2 separate regions of the Oryctolagus cuniculus genome follow, and region 2 is linked to region 1. The links are chromatin contacts, called in public Micro-C maps. All regions are on one chromosome and are shown on one strand. The core of a region is the stretch at or near the end of the contact, and the rest is flanking DNA. Distances in the headings are between cores, read along the strand shown.

What was found. A called contact is a pair of places that touch in the nucleus more often than the background predicts.
Region 2: a contact with region 1 is called in a Micro-C map of ear pinna, with 3 times the contacts expected there. The contact joins the promoter of MIER3 here to the enhancer-like site in region 1. A contact is called at or near these places in 2 of 6 Hi-C or Micro-C datasets (ear pinna and skin fibroblasts).

Annotation. Positions count from the first base shown.
Region 1 is chr14:77,006,340-77,010,504 of mOryCun1.1, reverse strand. It overlaps the pseudogene LOC100347986. Among named protein-coding and RNA genes, the nearest start is that of ANKRD55, 47 kb to the right of the region's middle. Within about 2 kb of position 2,139, at least 4 of the 8 cell types and tissues checked have an H3K27ac peak or open chromatin away from gene starts, as enhancers often do. A contact at or near this core is called in ear pinna, where this site is marked.
Region 2 is chr14:77,632,795-77,636,959 of mOryCun1.1, reverse strand. It overlaps MIER3 (MIER family member 3), which reads left to right and starts at 1,932. Exons shown (of 12, transcript XM_070056720.1): 1 at 1,932-2,216.

The DNA of each region.
Region 1 (4,165 bases), core at 890-3,389:
TGCCCGCGGGCGATATATGGTTCCGCAGTCCTCAGCGTGTTCATCGAGCCTTGCTGCGCTTTCCAAGGGTGCCGCTGAAGAGCTGGCGAAGGCGAGGAAGCTGCGATGCTTTTCGGGCTCTGGGGCTCGTACCACTGATACCTCGGATCCTGGGGACGCGTGCCAACGTGGGTTCTGCAGGCTCGCGGAAGTCGCCAGCTTCTCTTGCCAGCCTCGCTTACGAGTATCAGCGCTGTGCGTCCGCCTGTGTTCCCTGCGAGAGCGCTCGGCTGTTTCACACATAAGCTTCCTCCTCGTCTTTCCAAGCATCTTTCGGGCAAACTTCTTCCTCAGGCACTCGATCTTTAGCTCTGCGACATTCCTCCACTTTCTTAAGGGTTTCTGGTACAGCAGGAACCTTCTTCTCTCCGGCACCCTCCATGGCTCCAGCGCCCTACAAATCATCTTGCCCCATTTGTTTCTGCTGCTTCAATGAGAATTTCTAGAATGCTGTGCTCACACCTGAGGCTGACACATCAGCTGTTCCAGAGGTGGAGGTGAAGAGCGCTGTGGAGCCAGCGAGGGGCAGAGGTGGACATGAGAGCGAGCCCCAGGTAGAGTGTGATTGTGAGCGAAGACCTCCACTCAGGCACTCAATTCCTAAGCCTCAGTTTGCTCATCCATGCAATGGGAGCAAAGGCATCTCTGAAGAATACTGTAAGGATTAAATGCCTCTTGCAGTCGGGACTTAATTAATGCCACTCCCCCCGCCAAGACTTTTCAAGAGGGGGGAGGAAGAGGCAGTACCATCATGTGGAAGACAGGGCTGCAAGGGAAGAAAGAAGAAAGGAAGGAAGGAGGGAGGGAAGGAAGGAAGGAAGGAAGGAAGGAAGGAAGGAAGGGAGGGAGGGAGGAAGGGAGGAAGGAAGGGAAATGCGTAGGCAGAAAGAGCAAAGGGGGTGTCCCCATGTGAGCCACTTTCCCTCCGCTCCATGTCTAGACTCAGCTGACACTGCAGGGGGAGGCCCAGGGCAGCCCTTGTCACGGGTCCTGGGCCTTGGGCCAAGCAAAAGGAGCCGCTACAAAGTGTGTTCCCATGGCTGGGCTGCTGAACGCAGAGTGCAGAGACCGCGAGGGCCAAGGAGAACTGGAATTGGGAGACTGGTGCTCAGGCTTCGCTGCCGCGTGCGTCTGGGTCCCACTGCTCTGAACAGAAGGACCTGGGTTTAACCAGAACTGGCTGTGCCCCCTCCCACAATAGCCCCTGAACTCACGGTGACAGGGGCCAATGTGGATTTCCCCTGCAGTCCCCCCTCCACAGGGGTCCACAGCCTGGGCCTCAGAACCCAGGGCTCAGGAAGGGGCACAGCCCAGAGTCTCCTTCCCCTCCGCAGCTGCCCAAGGGCAAGCTGGGGTCCTCACGCCACCTCCTCCCAGGCACCTCCCTGCCCTCTTCCCCTGCGCTCCAAAGGGCAGACCCCGACCCTCCTCACCACATTCCTGCCTCTCTCGGTTTCATTCCCATTCATTCTTCACCCTTTTTTCCCCCTCTCTCTGCCAAATTCCTCTTCCTGATGAGTCAGGGATTAAAAACGCACAGCCTCCTTGCTGAATAAATAGTATTTGTCCACAGTGACACTGACCAAGGGGCGAACCCTTGCTGTGTGGAGGGAGATGTGAGCACACGGCGTGGGCGTTGTCTGTCCCGGACTGGCTATGTGGGCACCACATGCGTGTCCGTGGCCTTGCTTTGACTGTGTCCCGACAGTCCGGGTGGACTTGCACACGAGGGAAGAGGTAAAGGAACAAGGGAGGAAGTGGCTGGGGGGAGCCCCTATGTGCTGTTTTTAAGCCTCCCATCAAGGGTTGGGAAGGGAGCATGTGGGCTCTCATCTCTTGGGAGCGGAAGTCTGTCGCTCTGTGGGCCTTGTCCAGCCCCCCAGGGAAGTGAGCAGGCCAACAGCTGAAGCGCATGGCCCTCCCACCAGGCCTAGGTGTCAGGAGAGGGCCAGCCCCACAGTGTGGCAGCAGGCATCAGCTAGGATTGTCCTCTTCTTCTTCGGCCTGGCCTCCAGCTCCTGGGAAGATCTGGAAGAGGCCTCTGGCCTGGAGAAGTGGACAAAACAGTTTCCTGCTACTCCTCCCCCTGGGGCATGGGGCCAACTCCACAGAAGTCCTGCACTTCCCTTCGCAAGCCCGGCCCCTCCCAAGGGCTCGCATCAGCCCAGCAGGCCGGAGAGTTCTTTCTGGCCTGCATGCTGTCTACATTTCTCTCCTTTTCACGCTTTTAGTCATCTCTCCAAATGCTTTCTGAAGTCAGGGTCTCACAGGTCATTCATTCCCAAACATCCCATTTGGGCTGCAATCTAGCATGTTACAGAGGAGATGAGCCAGGCCCTGAGAGGCACAGGCATCCTCAAGGTCACACAGCCAGGGAGTGGTGGAACTAGACCCAGAACCAAGGTCAGCGGGCAGTCATTAAGTGCAAGGCCCCACTCCGCACGGCTGCTATCTAGAAATGCATTTGCACAGCTCTTGCACGGGACTGGGGCCTTCCCGGCTCCTGCTCCTTGGGCTCCTTTCCATTCCCAGCCCCAGCGCCTAACCCCTGGACCTCCGGGGCCACTCGCCACAGCATTCCTGCAGACCACGAAGCCGTGCTGTTGTGAGCAGCCTTTTCCACTGAGACCCTGGAGTGCGCCTTCACGGGACTTGCTGATTTACAGCCAGGCCGTCTTCAGAGTCCCCTGGCCCACACTGAGCCAAAAGCTAGGAGAAAAGGCTTGCTCAGAGTTCCCCATCACAGGAGCCAGGTGCTCCTGCTGTTAGGAGCGCAAGCTCTTTAACCCCAGTGCCACTCGGGCCTGCCACGGCACAGCCTGGTCCTAACAGGGGCACAGGAGCCCCATGCAAGACTTGGAAGCTCCCTGGAACATACACCTATGTGGCGCCACTCCCAGCCTTGCCACGCCCCTCCAGCCGCCCTGAGCCTCAATTCCCCCCATGGATCACCGTCTGCTTTCCACCATGCTGGCCTGCCTCGTTGGTGTTGGCAATCCCACCAGCCTGCTTCCTAGTTTTACTGTCTTTTCAACTGAGAAGAGGGGCTGCATCCCGTTTGTGCACGCCTACCTTTCTGCAAAGAATTCATTCATTCAGTTATTCGTCCACCCATCACCCAATGATCCTGGCCCTGTTCTGGGAACTGGGGATGCAGCAAGAGCCAAATCCAGGGGGTCCCAGATCCCCATTCAGGACCAAGCTGCCCCTTCCATTCCCCAGCTGCCAGGAGGGCTGCTGGCCAATGACCCTGCCGGGAAATGCTGTTGGCCAAAGGAAGCTGACTTACCAAAAGAAATGCCCCTTCCTGGGGGAAGCCTGCATGCGATGACTGTTGATGCGGCACAATAAAGACCCAGCATCCTTTGTGTCAGCTCAGCACTTCACTCTAGCACTGCCCCAGCCTCAGACCCCTGGGACCACCTGAGCCCCTCCCCCCGCTCACTGCCCGGACGTTGCAGTCCGACCCCCACTCCCTGTGACTGGCCTTCCTGAGAATGTCCCCAGCAAGCCTTCCTCACACAACTCTCCAGCTCAGAGCTTCGTTCCCAGGGAACCCATCCAGTGACACCTGCCATCCTGAAGTTTATGCACTCGAGGGAGGAGACAGAAAATAAACACAATAAATGGTAACACAGCTCGTGGAAAGCCGCACTGCAATGGGAAATAAATAGAGCAAGGTCAGAAGATGAGGACTGCTGAATGGGAGATAATTAATTCTTACTTTTGACAGAATGATCAGAACAGGCCTCTCTGAGAATGTGACGTGTGAGCGAACTTGACATTCGCAAGCAAAGACATCGGCATCCAAAATTGTTTCTGGATTGGTCAGGGTTCTTCAGGGGTTGGCTCACGTGATAGTGGGGGCGGCGGGTCTGAAGTCCTCAGTGCAGGCCAGCTGGCTGGAACGGACGGGAGTTCATGCTACAGGCTCAGGGCCGTGTCCTTTCTTCCCCGGGAAACCCCGGTCTTTGCTGCGAAGGCCTGCAGTCCATTCAATGAGGCCCCCGTACGTTAGGGAGGGTGGGCTGCTTTACTTAAAATCCACTCGTTGCAGATTTTTTGTCACTTCCACAACACACTGTCTCAACAACATCTAGGTTCCTGTTGGATTAAGACACTGGAA
Region 2 (4,165 bases), core at 683-3,182, 630 kb before region 1:
ACACCGGGTTCTAGTCCCGGTCGGGGCACCGGATTCTGTCCCGGTAGCCCCTCTTCCAGGCCAGCTCTCTGCTATGGCCAGGGAGTGCAGTGGAGGATGGCCCAGGTGCTTGGGCCCTGCACCCCATGGGAGACCAGGAAAAGCACCTGGCTCCTGGCTCCTGCCAGGATCAGCGCGGTGCGCCGGCTGCAGCGGCAGCCATTGGAGGGTGAACCAACGGCAAAGGAAGACCTTTCTCTCTCTGTCTCTCTCTCACTGTCCACTCTGCCTGTCAAAAAAAAAAAAAAAAAAAAAAAAAAAAAAAAAAAACAATGAAAGAGCCATCCATTTACGTAACAGGCTTTATCCAGAAAGGATTGTGTGGTGTAAGACTGGATGACAAACTTTTTCTCTAGTTATCGGGGTTAGAAAGTAGCTCTGCTTCCTTACACTGCTAATGAATTTAGCTTCGTTTGTGTTTTTATGCATCCTTATTTTACACCAGGGACATGGACTCCCTGAATCATGTGGCAGGATGGATAGCATCACAGTTGCCTATACAAAAATCCTTACAAGCAAATAAAAAGAGAACCTGCGGAAACACTACTAAGTCTTTGAAAAGTGCGTGCATCCGTGTCTCAGACGTGCCACGTTTACAGTTCCGATTAGGCAGGTTTGCCGTGAAGATGTGTTTTGTGGCGCCGCTGCTGGGAACACTTTGTCTGAGGCCCCTGTCTGGGTCTTGCCTGTGTTGTGCCACACAGGGACTACTTGGAGTTCTGTGCAAAAGGTGTGCTCCCTGCCTCTGGTTGAAAGTGAATCACTTGCATTTAGCTGCAAGCCATTTTTTACTTCGAAAACTCTGAACGCCTCATTGAGGACAGTACGTACAACGTGTGCCAAGCCTCTGGTTTCAAAGTTCAGCTGTTTTGGAGTTATTTGACTGGACAAAAGGTCACAAGATATCTTTCAGTGCTGGGAAAGTGTAATTTTCCATGTCTTTATGATGTTTTGGAATAGCTGAAGTGATTTTTCCCTAAAATTTCCATAGAGAAATAACACTTACCAGCGGTGTAAACTTGATATTGAGATGTCTTGGCAAAACATTTCAAGAATAACCCTCCCTCCTCCTCCCTGACCGATTCTCCAGCCTGGTCCTCAGTATGTCCCCCTGGGAGACCCCAGGTTAAAATCCAGACCTTTCACGCCTGGATTGAAAGCTTTAGCTTCTACGAGGTTTCTCAACTGTGACATCACACCAGAAACCTCACCGCTATCATTTCCTCCCAGGCGTGTGTTAGCAAGCAGCTGGGCTCATTTCGCCAAATCCCTGAGGGGTCCGGGCCGGTCAGTCCTGACTGCGTGTGCTCCCCACCTCTCCTTGGGCCTGAAAGCATCCTTTCTTCTCCACACACAGCATTCTTTCTGGTCCCCCACCCGAGGACTGAGGACACCGTGCGTCTTCCAGATTGGCAGGATCCACTTCTGGACGCCACCAACCAGCTGCCAGTGTACACTGCCCTGTGTTTTGTGGGCTTCACGGAGGTGAAGGCTCCCCCTAGGACGAGCAAACAGCCTGAAGTAGGAGCAGCTACACCTGTTGAGCCCTGTCTTCCCCATTGGACTAGCTTCCCAAGACACGAGTGGCCTTTTAGGGGGTCGCGTTTTTGAGATCCCTCCAGGGTTTGGATACACTATGCCTGTCCTTCCACGGGTCGGTCCTGCAACCCCTGGGTCACCGCACAGACGATCTGGGGATTACCAACACCTAGGACTGCTCTAATCCCCCCCTACGTGTACAGTTCATGTTTTACAAGCGTCTTCTTTGACTCGTGCAAGTGCGCTCAGCTTCATTCTCTGCCCGGTCGGTCTCGCGTCTCTCCTTGTGCTCACTACCTTCCAGAGCCTGCTTGGCAGGTGCCTGATCCCCGTCCCTGCAGGTCTCCTGGGGGAAGCCGGGGCGCCGTCCTCTCACTCTGGACGGACCCAGTGCCCGGCGGGCGGCCACTTCTCCTATTTCCTAGGGCTCGCGCCCTCCCGTCGGTCTGGTCGCTCGCTCGCCTCCCCTCAGGGAAGTCCGTCCAGTGGTCGCTCCCAGGCTCCGCCCGTCTCCCCCACGCCCCACCGCGCCGGAGTGTCCAGGGCCGGTCCTGGGCCTCGACCGGCTGGACGCGGGTCTGTCCCCGGCTTGTGTCCGGTTCGCTAGGAACTTTACTCCAGCCGGGAGCAGAGGGGCGGTGAGCGCGAGTGCGGGCGCGCGGCGCGCGGCGCGCGGGCGACGGCGGCGGGCGCGGCTAGGGGGCTAGAGGAGCAGGGCGCGGGGCGGGGTGGGCGTGCGAGCGGGCCGGGGGCGTCGCGGGCCGCCCTGCCCTATAAGGGGCCGAGCCGCCTCCGCCGCCGGGCGGGTGCCGGGCGGACCGCGGCGGCGACGGCGGCGGCGACTGCGATTGGCTCAGGCGCCCCATCCGGGGACTGGGCTCGGCGCTGCTCGTTCGCCCTAAAGGTACCAATATGGCGGAGGTGAGCAGGGAAACCGGGCAGGAGCGGCCGGGCTGGAGCGGGCGCCCGGCGGCCCCCCGCGGCCCCCGGGCCGGCGTGGGGAGTCCGGGGCTCCTCCCGCGGCTCCCCGGGGGCCGGGGCAGCGGCGCGGGGGGCGCGGGGCGGCGACGGGCCGCGGCGGGGCCGGCCGGGGGGCGGGAGCGGGCGCGGGAGCGGTCTCCCTCCGGGACTAGGCCTCGGCGGCTCCGGCCCCGGCCCGGCCGGGCTGCGGGGCCGGGCGGGGGGCGGCGGCCGGCGGCAGCGAGCCCCAGCCCGGGGACGGCGCCGTGCCGTGTCCCCGGCCGCTGACGCGGGCCGCCGGCGCCTCCGCGCCTCTTCCCGGGGCCGAGGTGGGTGGAAACCGGCCGAGCCCCCCCACTCCGCGACCGGATTGCAAAGCGGGGAGCGGGCTGCGCCACTGCCCTGCGGGAGGAGTGCGCTGCGCCCCCGGCCCACCGCGCCCCGGCTTCGGCGCCGAGCGGCCGCACGCTCCACTTTGCCCCGGCCGCAGAGGCGAGCGGGATGCGCGGCCGCCGGGCTTCGCGGGAGAAGAGCGGGACTCCTGCCCCGCAGCCCCGGAGGTACGAGAGTCCCTGGGGTAAAGCGAGCAGACCCAGACCGTCGACGCCCGCTCCGGGAGAGCGCCTCGACAGCCCCTCTGCCCTCCGGGCTGGGCGGGCGAAGCTGCGCTGGCCGCCCCCCGGGACTCGGGAGCTGGGGGGAGGGGGCGCGGCAGGAGCCCCTTGGCTGGAGCTCGCGGGAGCCGGGGGCGCGCTGGCGGCCCAGGCGGGGACTGAACGCCCTGGCAGGAGCCAGCATCCCTGGGGTCGGGGGGCTGCGTCTCTGGACTTGAACGAGGGGCGGGGGTTGGGGGGGGCCCTCACTTTGGTTTGGGGGTCGAGTGTCCGGTTCGAGCCGGCCTACGTTCCCGGAAAGAGAATGGCCTCGGAGTTGGGGCTCCCGGGCCCCGAGGGGCGGTCGAGGTGCATCGAGGGCGAGTCCCTTCCTGGAAAAGGGTATTTTGGTTGCTACGAGTTGTCGGGGGCGGCGGCGAGCCGGGTGGGATGTGGGGAGACTGATGCTGCGAGTCTGCGAGTCGTCTGGGTTTTGCTTCTGCTCTTTGTAACTTGCTGAGCTCCAAGAAGCGGCTTAGGAGTTGCGTGTTGGAGACCGGGCTGCGTCCCGGGTCTGCGAGCGTGTACGCTGGGGACTGGGGGAGGAAGGCGAGGCAGCCAAGAGGGGGCCCGAAAGGGGCCTGGAGCGAGCGGAGCCGAGCTGCGTCTTGCACTTTTGGCAGCGGCGGCGGCGGCGGCGGCGGAGCGCTCGCCCCGCCTCCCCTGCGCCCTGTTGCCTGCGCTGCCTCTTGCCTGGCCGCGCGATCTAACCTCACGTTTTCTTCTCTCTCCTAGGCTTCTTTCGGAAGTTCGAGCCCAGGTTTGTCCTGTTTTCTTACTTCTTGGGTGACTCCCAGAGGGTAACGGGGGCTCCGAGCTCCGTTGTTAAAAGATCTCCCTCCCTTCCTTCCCCCAAGATGATCCCTTTTTTCGTCATTGGTTTCTAAGAGCTTCGGTGTGCATTTGGTTATTAGGTTGCTTCCTTTTTGCCCCTTGCAGGCTGGAAATAATCCTGCTAAAGAGCTGCTGGCCTA